Linked DNA regions of Mus musculus: all the other regions are linked to region 2. The links are chromatin contacts, called in public HiChIP or PLAC-seq maps. All regions are on one chromosome and are shown on one strand. Each heading gives the region's core, a stretch centred on a gene start, on an enhancer-like site or on the middle of the called end of the contact. The rest is flanking DNA. Distances are from core to core; before and after follow the strand shown.

Region 1 (3,227 bases), core at 407-2,906, 1.9 Mb before region 2:
CTCTTACTGGTGGTATTCTTAAGAGCTGGGCATCAGACTTCCTGCGGAGGAGTCCACAGAAGCCTTGCATGTAAAATTATGTGTGCACCTAGACTCACACACTGGCACAATCTCAGAGATCCCTTAGGCCTGATTAAGGTCCACTGCGGACCGCTCCCAAGAACTAGTGACAGAGGGGTTAAAGGAAAAGACAGAAATGAAAGAGCAAAGAGTAGGGGGTTAATGAAATGGGTTAGTCACCTGGTGTCACGGGGAAGTGACCAGTGAATGGAAGAGGGAGCGAGAGATGGAATTGCCGGCAGGTAGGTAAGAGTAACCTGGAAGAGGACTTTCTAAGCCAAGGCAAAAGGATGGGAGGACATGAGATTTGGGGTGGTGGGTCCTACTCACTCCAGCTCTGTCCTCAGGATCGCTGGTACCTCCGCCCCCGGCTACCAAGTCATCCTCAGATTCATCAAAAGAGGAGGCAGAAGAGAAGCCGCCAGTGCCCCCCTCAATCCGGGATTGGGGTCCCACCGGCTGGGCCTCAGGTTCAGGAGTCTCTGGGGTGATGATAAGGCGGGGCACAGGACACAGGGAGCTGCACTCCAGGTGGGAGCACAGGTTAGTCACCAACTCTCCAGGCTCTGATAAATCTAATGGATCATTTCCATTGGACTCCCCCAAAACGCTGTCATCCCGGAGGCCATCAGTGCCAGGTTGAGTCAAGGCACTCTCAGTGTCTTTTGAGGAAAAACCATCACTCCCAGGTTGTCTGCAGGCTGTCTGAGTACTAGGTCCTTTGAGAGAGTCATCAGTTTGGGACTCTATCCAGAAGCCGTCGGTGTCATGTGGAGTCCTGGAAGCATCCGCGGACAATTCTTTGCCGGAGTTATCAGCACTTGATTCTGGTGAGAGGCAGACTGGGTGAGTTTGGAGTTTGGACACGCCATGGTGGGTCCTAAGGTTATCAACCCTGGGCTTGTTGTCCCTCTCTGGCAGAGTCTGCCACATATCGGATCTGTCCAGTTCGGTCCAGGACTCATCAAACCCTGGTTGGGTACAGAGGCTGGCTCTCTTTGGCCGAGACTGGAGGTCAGATCTGTGAAGATCAGTTCGAAAGCCATCTGTCCAGGAACCGGCCATCTCCATCTCAACCAGGGGGCTGTTCCTTCTTGGATGTGTCTGGAGGTTGGACCCGTCTAGCTCCTTATTTTGCCTGGGCTTCTCCGACGCAACTACTAGGCCAGCTGCTTCGCACTCCGCGTGTCCATCTCCACAGGATTCTGCCTGTGGACCGTTCGGACACGGCGCAGGCTCGAGGTCGGTCCTCTCCGCCTCGGAGTGGAGGCTGGACTCCTCGATCCAGGCCCGGGGACCGCCCCCCTCCGGCCGTCCCGTCGGGCCACCTGCTCCCGGTCCAGGTCGTTGTAGTCCAGGCTGTCGCCGCCGCCCACCTCGCAGCGCCTCCAGCCCCATGCGGGCCTCGGCTGGCAGTGCGCCGGCCTCCGCCTCGCTCAGGCTCCCCCGGCACGGGCAGCGCCTCATACCCGCTCCCAGGGCCCGGGCTTTGGCCCGTCCGGCCCCTCCTTCCCCTTTAAAATCCTACGAGGGGTGTGGCTGGGGAGCCCCAACTCGTGGGTTCCGGCCCGCCGAGCTCCAGGCCGCTCGGATATGCAGGGGTTAACCGATACTCCACCTCCCAGGGAAAGCCCAAAACACGGCCCTCGCCGGAAGTGACGAGTTGACGAGTGTGGGGCGGAGCCTCGGATGCCACCGTGTGTCTCGCAGGGAACCAGCACTTGGCTTCTGATTCTGGTCAGGGTCTAGGTCGTGCGCCCCCGCGATCTTTCCCTACATCACTTACTCCGCCCCAGTAACAAGTTCAACCACGCACTCATTCAACATTCAGAGACAAGATGGACTTTCCAAAGACTTGAGACATCCCCACAGGCGTAAGTTTCAGTGCTTCCGCAGTCAATTCTCAAGCAGTTAGTTGCCTTCCCTTCCACTAAATCTCCCGTGAGAAGTCTGATGCATGGTGGTACAAACCTGTAATCCCAACACTTGGGAAATGGAGAGTGGAGGTTCAGAGGTTGTCATCCTTAGTTCCATGGCCAGTTCCTAGTCAGGGGTAGTCACACACGCACACAGAGGAGACAACTTGATGGTACAGCTTTTTATACCCGCACTCTGGAGGCAGAGGCTAACGGATCTATGTGAGTTCTAGGCCAACCTGGACCACATAGACCCCCCATCTCAAACACTCCTCCCCAATACACACAAAAGGGGAGGGGAATGAAATGACAGCAGGTCTGCCAAATCTGATGTCCTGAGTTCGAGCCCAGGACTGCAGAGTGCGAGATTTGTGGATAAATAAATTTATATGTGTTTGTTTTCAAAGAATTCCAGGGCTAGCCGGGTATGTGCCCTACACCGTTAATTACTGTACTAAGGAGTCAAAGGCAGGCAGATTTCTGAGTTCAAGGCCAGCCTGATCTACAAAGTGAGTTCTAGGACAGCCAGGGCTATTACACAGAAACCATGTCTTGAAAAACAACAAAACCCGGGCGGTGGTGGCGCACGCCTTTAATCCCAGCTCTTGGGAGGCAGAGGCAGGCGGATTTCTGAGTTTGAGGCCAGCCTGGTCTACAGAGTGAGTTCCAGGACAGCCAGGGGCTATACTGAGAAACCCTGTCTTGAAAAACAAACAAACCAACAACAACAGGGGAGAGAGAGAAAGAGAGAGAGAGAGGAAGGAAGGAAGAAAGAAAAAGAAAAACAACAAAAACAGTCTCAGGGCTGGAGAGATGGATCTGTAGTTAAGAGCCATTAGTCGCTCTCTTGAAGAATTGGGAGTTTGGTTTCTAGCACCCTGAATGGGGGTTCACAATCATCTCTAACCACAATTCTAGGGCATTGAACACCCTCTTGTGGTTTCTTCAGGGCATGCATAGCATGCACAGACATTTGCAGGCAAAATTACCCGCACACATAAAATTAAATCTTTTTAAGGCTGGCAGGGTGGCACACACCTTTAATCCCCAGTACTCAGGACAGAGGCAGACAGATCTCTGTGAATTTATGCTAGTTCCAGGTCAGCCAGAGCTACATATAGAAACCCTGCCTCGAATAATAAAGTACATAGGTAAGACCTTTTTAGGAAAGAATTCCAGGGCTGGAGAGATGACTCAGTGGTTAAGAGCACTGACTGCTCTTCCAGGGGTCCTGAGTTCAATTCCCAGCAA
Region 2 (3,269 bases), core at 623-3,122:
TCCCCTCTCACAGCTGGATTCCTGCGCATATATATTTTCTCTGGACTCATCAACTCAGCTTCAGTGCCCCCAACACTGCCTCCGCACCCTAGTCACCCAGGCCACTAACTGGGTGAGAAACCTGGCTTCTCTCCCCCCCCCCCCTTCCCGGATTTATGAATGAGACCGGATGCAAAGCTCACTGAGTCACCCAGCAACCAGGAGATGGGCAGGGAGCAGAGAGAGAACCAGAAATGGCCAGAAAGAGAGGCCGAGAAGGAGATGGAGGCAGAGAAAACCAGCAACCGGAGACCGAAAAGATACAAGGAGCATTTCATTCACAAAAATCAAGGCTGCTCCGGTTGGTCTCAGTTGAGGGAAGCCAAGAGAGATGGGAGGGGAGATAATGATCCAGCCCCTCACCCCCCCGCCCCCCGCCATCCTTCAGAAACATTTTACCCCGCCCCCAGTTTAGGGGATGTAGCCCTCCGCCCAGCAATCAGGATTACCATTCAGCCCCACTGTCCCAGGCTCATGGAGCATGAAGTCCCAACCTTATGAGCCCAGGCAACGAGTTCTAGCCCCCTCCCCCACCTGCAGGATGTCGGGTTTCCCCAGCCGTTCAGGAGGGGAAGGGGCGGCCACAGCGCCCCCAGCCCCCTTTTCTCAATGGGATGGGATTTTGTGAATGAGCAGTCACGTGACACTGCTTCCTTTGTCCGCCCGCCTCCCCCAACAACAGGTGAAGCGGGGAAAGAGGGCTGGGGTCCCCCCCAAAGGCCTAGCTGAGATAGGGCACTGAGATCTTGGGGTGTCCTATGCTCCCACACATCTATTTTCCCGGGGAGAGTAGTCATCAGAGTTCCTCAATGGCGAGGGTCCACGACAGAATTTTGTGAATGGGGCATCCTCGGAAGAAGTCCAGGACCCCCAAATGGAGATTGGCACCCCAAATGGCTACCGCGTAGTTTGGTGCCCCCACCCCTCTTGTTCTCCCAGCTTGTGTCCGCAGGGTGCAAGGGTGGGCAGAGGATTACAGATGCGATCCAGGCTGCCCCCTCACCCTGGCAGGCAGTCTCGTCAGCCCCCCGCCCCCTCGCCACTCTGGGCACCTGCCTGGGAGGCTCCGGCCGGGCTCCGAGCGGCGGCGACGCGGCCTCCTCCTCCTCCTCCTCCTCCTCCTCCTCTTCTCTCCCGCTCCCTCACTGGCTCCGGCGGCGCTGGAGACGGGCACCGGGAGCCGGGGCGAGGGGGGAGGGAGGGGGAACCTGGAAGATGTGTGTGGGGGAGGGGGCGGCTTGGGGGAGGGGTAGAAGCAAGGCAGGCGTACATGCCCGCTGGGTCCTAGAGCCCGGCTAGGGCTACAACGAACATCTATAGCCCCCATTTTCTCGGGACCCAGAAGGGAATCCCCACTTTTCCACTTATCTGAACGGTTGGTCCCTGATGATATGAGAAGGGAACAGAAATAGACCCTGGTCCCAAGGTTCTAGAGAGAAGGTGGTCCACGGTCAGGGCTCTGAATGGGAGGGGCGGGATGCCTGGCAGGGTTCGAAAAGGGGAGGGGCCTGGGAGCCTGAGTAAGGAAGGAGGTTTGGACGCTGAAGGAACTGAGAGGGTGCGTCACGGAAGGGGCGGGCGGGTGGACCTTCTGAGCCATCCCAGGAAAGACAGGGTCTTAGAAAGAGATGCTGCCTGGACTTAGCAAGGCGGAGCTTGGACATAAATTTCCTTAGTGACAGGTCAAATAAGAGGCTCAAAAGGAGGAGCTATGTAGCAAGTGTTTGCCATGGGTGGGGGTCCGGGGAGGGGCTTAAGAGAGAGGGGTGTGGCATTATAAAGGGGTGGGGCTTAATGAGAAGGGGCCTGCCTACCCACTATGAAGAGTTTTCTGTATTTTTCTAAGGGTGATCCAGGTTTGAAGGGCTGCACTCAAGCTGGCTTGCAGGGGGCAGGGCCTCGAGCTCGGGGCGGGGCCTAGATCTCGGGGGTCGTCCTCGCTGTCTCGCCCACTTGCCTTCACCCGCACACCCGTTCTTTTCGGTTATTTTCTGCTACGGCCGTTCCCCGCCCTGCCTTGGGCCCACGGGGCAGTGATCTGATCTTTGGTCGGCTGGAGGAGTCGGTGAGTTGGGTCCACTTAAGAGGCGGAGCTGGGCGGAGCTTTAGGAAAGGGGTGGAGCCTAAGTTAAGATCTGTCACAAACGCCAAGCGGGAAAAGTTTAAGAGGCTTGAGGATTTGTTGCTGGCTAGGAAGAGGGAGGGATCCAAATGATCGACACAGAGAGACGGTGGGTGATCGGAGGGTTAGGACTGAAGGACTAGGGAACTAATTAGATCACAGTCCCAGGTATTTGTTAGGCAGAGACGGACCTGATCCGGGGCGGTGAGGGGCGAGGATATGGCCGGATTCTTGACAATCAGGAGCGACTAGAGAATGGGGCGGGGCCTGGTTAGACTAGTGTTGAAAGAGAAGCGTGAATTCATTGTTGGCTATTGGGCATAACCATCATTACCCATGTGGTTTGAAACTTTCAACAGAGAGGCTGGCGAGACTGACTCCTGGAGCCTGGAGATCCCGGGAGTGGCAAAAGTGTTAGGGATGTGATCCAAGGGATCAGGGTTGGCGCCTTTGTACACTAAGAAGTTAGGTTCGAAGAGTAAGAACTGCAGCCTTGAGACCATGGGGAAGGGGGCGTGACCATGGCGAATCGGAGAACTGAAGACTTAAGAGCCGGGGGCTGAGATAATATTGGAGGACAGGGCAGACCAATGCAGACAGGGGCAGTCCAAGAACAGCCTGAGCCGTGGAGTCCCCGCAGAACCCGCCGACTGACTGGTGAAAGTTTTTTTAACCACAGTCCCCGACCTTCTTCAAAAATGGGGAACGTGCAGTCGGAGCCGTCCGCGGGCGGGGGTTCCCGAAAAGAGCAGGCCTCAGACCGCGCCTCCGACTCCCGCAGGACGCCTCTAGTGGAGCCCGAGGTGACCCCCTCATCCCCTGCCATGCGCCTGGCTCGAGGGCTGGGCGTCTGGTTCCCTGGCAGTTCCGGGCCCCCGGGACTCCTGATACCCCCGGAGCCCCAGGCCTCATCCTCGCCCCTGCCCCTGACCTTAGAACTGCCCTCGCCAGTGACACCCCCTCCAGAGGAGGCGGCTGCGGTCTCCACACCACCCCCGCCCCCCGTGGGGACCCTGCTGCCTGCGCCATCTAAGTGGCGAAAACCCACGGGCACTTCAGTGCCTCGGATCCGCGGTCTTCTGGAGGCGAGCCATCGTGGTCAGGGTGA
Region 3 (3,080 bases), core at 550-3,049, 1.2 Mb after region 2:
TACACTTCAGGCCCCGCCCTAGTGTTGGCTCACCTTGGGCAGGCCTGCCGTGTGGGCGCATACATACAAACACCACCCCTACAATTAGGAGTGACATGACCGCATCTGCAGCCACTAGGCCTGCCAGGAGTGGCAGAGACAGAGTCCCACATCCGGAGCAGGAACCTGAGGGGATTAGAGCCCAGACAAACAGGCAGCTGAAACTTCTGACTCTCAAAAGTTTTGATTCGTTCACAGGGAGCCCCCTTCTCATCCCCCGCCTCCCTAAAGACCCCGAGACAGAGGGTGGGGGCGTGGGGTCGGGAGCGGAGCAGTAGGGTCAGGTAGGGGGCGCATCAGCTCCCAGATTCTTTGGGATTCTTTGTGCCCTGGGCACACTGGAGAATCTGTTACAGAGAATCTCGAGGTTCTCATCACTTCAGCTGGGTGGTGAAGAGTCAAGATGGGACCTGGGAAGGGCTCTGAGATTAGGATCGTCACAAGCCAGGGGCGTGCTGTGGGACAGACTTAAGGGTTGCAGGCGCTGCTGAAGTTACAAGGGCTAAGGCTTCTTTCATTCCTCACCTGCCGATGTCTGACTTGCAGCCACTGTGGAAAAACCCAAGAAGGTGGATGGAGGTTGGAAGTACAGGGGAGCAAACCCCAACACCCAGGCTTAGGGCAGGTGGGATGCTTGAGTGTAGTGTGAATTTTGGCTTCTTAAAAAAAAAAAAAGCGAAAAACAGTTGTGTGAACATGCTTTGTTTTAATCTCAGGTCTGGGATATGGGGATGCTTAAGATTGTCCACGGTAGCTATGATTTGTCTCGTGCTCTGGCAGGGGCGTGATTCTGCCAGCTGAAGCTAATTAACTTCTGGAATTCTGGGGACTCTTGAGAGGCTGGGAAAATGCCAGAGCCCTGGAGGCTGTGGCTCCTCCCCCTGCTGTTGCTGCATTGGCTGTTTGCTGGATGGCTGGTGGTTAAATGCTTTTTGGCTACTTTACTGGGGTCTAGCACCCTTCTCCATCCCAGTCCCTTCCAACCCCCCTAACACCAGGTAAGCAAGAAAGAAGATTAGAGGGGGAAGGGGTTGTAGACCACTTTAGACAACTTCCTGCTGGTTAGGGGTGTCAAGTTCTAGGGACAAGCTCTTAGGATGTCTCTAACCAGCAATCCAGCAAAAGGGGCAACAATCGGAGCACTAGCCACTGTTGCGGCCTCTAGGGCTCTGGCCTCTTTATACCGCTCAAGAGTCCCCAGAATTCCAAAAGTAAACTATCTTCAGCTGGCAGGATCACACCCCTGCCAGAGCATGAGACAAATCATAGTCACCTGCCACGGGCAATCTTAAGCAGCCCCATATCCCAGACCTGGGATTAAAACAAAAGTGTTCACATAGCGTAACTACATTTTTAGAGAAACCAAAAATTCTCACTGTTCTTAAGACCTAACTAAACTCCACAGTGGAGAGGTAAACTGGAAGGAGAGCTCCCCCCCCCCACCCCCTCCACAGCCACCAGAAAAGGGAAATAGAAGTGACTCAGCAGGGCTTCAGAATCCCATGCCCAACCCCCAAGGACTCAGGGGCACAGGGAGACCGACTTCCTCTCTGTGCCTCTGACAGCAGATGGCAGCCTTTCTGTCCCCTCAACCCCAGCACTGGCTTCACCTGGGAGCAGAAGCAGGAACAGGAGGTAGCCTGGGGGGTCCATGCTGGGCTGGGACCTGAAGGGATCTGGCCAAAACTGTGGTCCAGGGAAGTCCTCAGAACAGTAGAGGAGAAGAGAGGCAGCTAGGACGGATGTCACCCCGATGGTGACAATGCTACCTACTTCCTGTGTGGGTGCATGTGTGTCAAGACTTCCTTTGGAGAACAAATATGGGGGAGTCAGAGCCCAGAGAAGCTTCCGTGATCATCTCGGTGGAGTGGCAAGAGGACCATGGTGTGGGCACCAGGGAGATTATGGAAATAAGCTGGAGGTAGAGCCAACAACACTTGGGGAGGAGGGGGGGTGTGTTTGAGAAAGGGGATCATGGTGACTGTCGTTCCCAGCCTGAGCGAGATTAGAAGAGTGGAGAGTGGGTTGAAAGATAGTGAGGAAGCACTGGTTAAGGAGGGAGAGAAGGGCTGCCTGTGTTTGGGCACACTGAGTTGAAAATACCTAACAGATCTTTCTGGAAATGTGAATGCCCACAGGTAGGGTTCAGAGTCTAGGGACAAGACTGGTCCTGACACGTAAATCTGAGAGGGTTGATGGTTGGAGGACACGTGTAAAGCCATAGACTGGGTGAGATTGTTAAAGAGATACACACACATGCACACTGCCAGAGAGTGCAAGGGAAGCTGAGGGCAGGGCAGAAGCAAGGGAGGGGAGACCCAACCCCCGGCAGTGTTGTAAGAGAGAAGGAGAGATTTGGTCATCACAGTTCAATGCCAAGGAAGGTCACCAAGTGGGAACTGAGAATTGTTGGTTGCCTGGTGGACTGGGAATTCCTGTTTGGCTCACACCTCTCTATCTCCAGTGCCCAGCAAAGTGTCTCCTTTATGTTAGCAGAGTTCTTTAAATGGTGAATAAGTAAGCCAGGCATGATTGCCCAAGCCTGTATGTCCAGCACTAGGGAGACAAGTGAGGAAAAAAATAAATGGCTGTGAGTTCAAGGCTAGCCTGGCTGTTTTAGCAGGTGCATGGCCAGGCCAGCTACTTGGATGTAGGAAGCCCCTGTCTCAAAAACAAAGTGTTGGTAGGGAGAAGGTTTGGGATAAAGGTACTTGACTTGTATTAGGGCCCCATAACTGTCACAAAAAGGCCGGTATCTACAGTAGGCTTCAGAGCACGTGGTCTTCCACCTCCAGGGGAGTTCACACACTTTTTTTTAAAAGGCAAATATTGGAACCAGACAGAGTGGCACACGCCCTTAATCCCAGCACTTTGGAGACAGAAGCTGGCATATTTCTGTGGATTCTAAGGCCAGCCTGGTCTACATGGTGAGTTTCAGGACAGCTAGAGCTACATAGTTTGACTCTGTCTCTGGGGGTAGGGTGGAGTTGGGGCTGAAAAACAAACAAAAGAGCCAATATTGGTAGTTGATATGGCTCCAA

Evidence for each region. HiChIP or PLAC-seq counts read pairs in DNA pulled down with a chosen protein or histone mark.
Region 1: a FOXA1 HiChIP or PLAC-seq map of pancreatic cancer cells shows a contact between it and region 2. The contact joins the promoter of Itpkc here to the promoter of Ggn in region 2. A contact is called at or near these places in 1 of 39 promoter capture datasets (pre-B cells) and 1 of 115 datasets of contacts at active chromatin or transcription factors (pancreatic cancer cells).
Region 3: an H3K27ac HiChIP or PLAC-seq map of bone marrow-derived dendritic cells shows a contact between it and region 2, with 5 times the contacts expected there. The contact joins the promoter of Hcst here to the promoter of Ggn in region 2. A contact is called at or near these places in 2 of 39 promoter capture datasets (liver and neutrophils), 1 of 484 Hi-C or Micro-C datasets (B cells) and 1 of 115 datasets of contacts at active chromatin or transcription factors (bone marrow-derived dendritic cells).

The regions. Positions count from the first base shown.
Region 1 is chr7:27,226,961-27,230,187 of GRCm38.p6, forward strand. It overlaps Itpkc (inositol 1,4,5-trisphosphate 3-kinase C), which reads right to left and starts at 1,657. Exons shown (of 7, transcript NM_181593.3): 1 at 391-1,657. The coding sequence starts at 1,527. It also overlaps a transcript of Coq8b not described here.
Region 2 is chr7:29,168,338-29,171,606 of GRCm38.p6, forward strand. Ggn (gametogenetin) reads left to right here and starts at 1,873. Exons shown (of 3, transcript NM_001358852.1): 1 at 1,873-2,104; 2 at 2,841-3,269. The coding sequence starts at 2,860. Spred3 (sprouty-related EVH1 domain containing 3) reads right to left here and starts at 310. Exons shown (of 6, transcript NM_182927.3): 1 at 183-310.
Region 3 is chr7:30,418,055-30,421,134 of GRCm38.p6, forward strand. It overlaps Hcst (hematopoietic cell signal transducer), which reads right to left and starts at 1,800. Exons shown (of 4, transcript NM_011827.3): 1 at 1,650-1,800; 2 at 565-588; 3 at 34-165. The coding sequence starts at 1,692.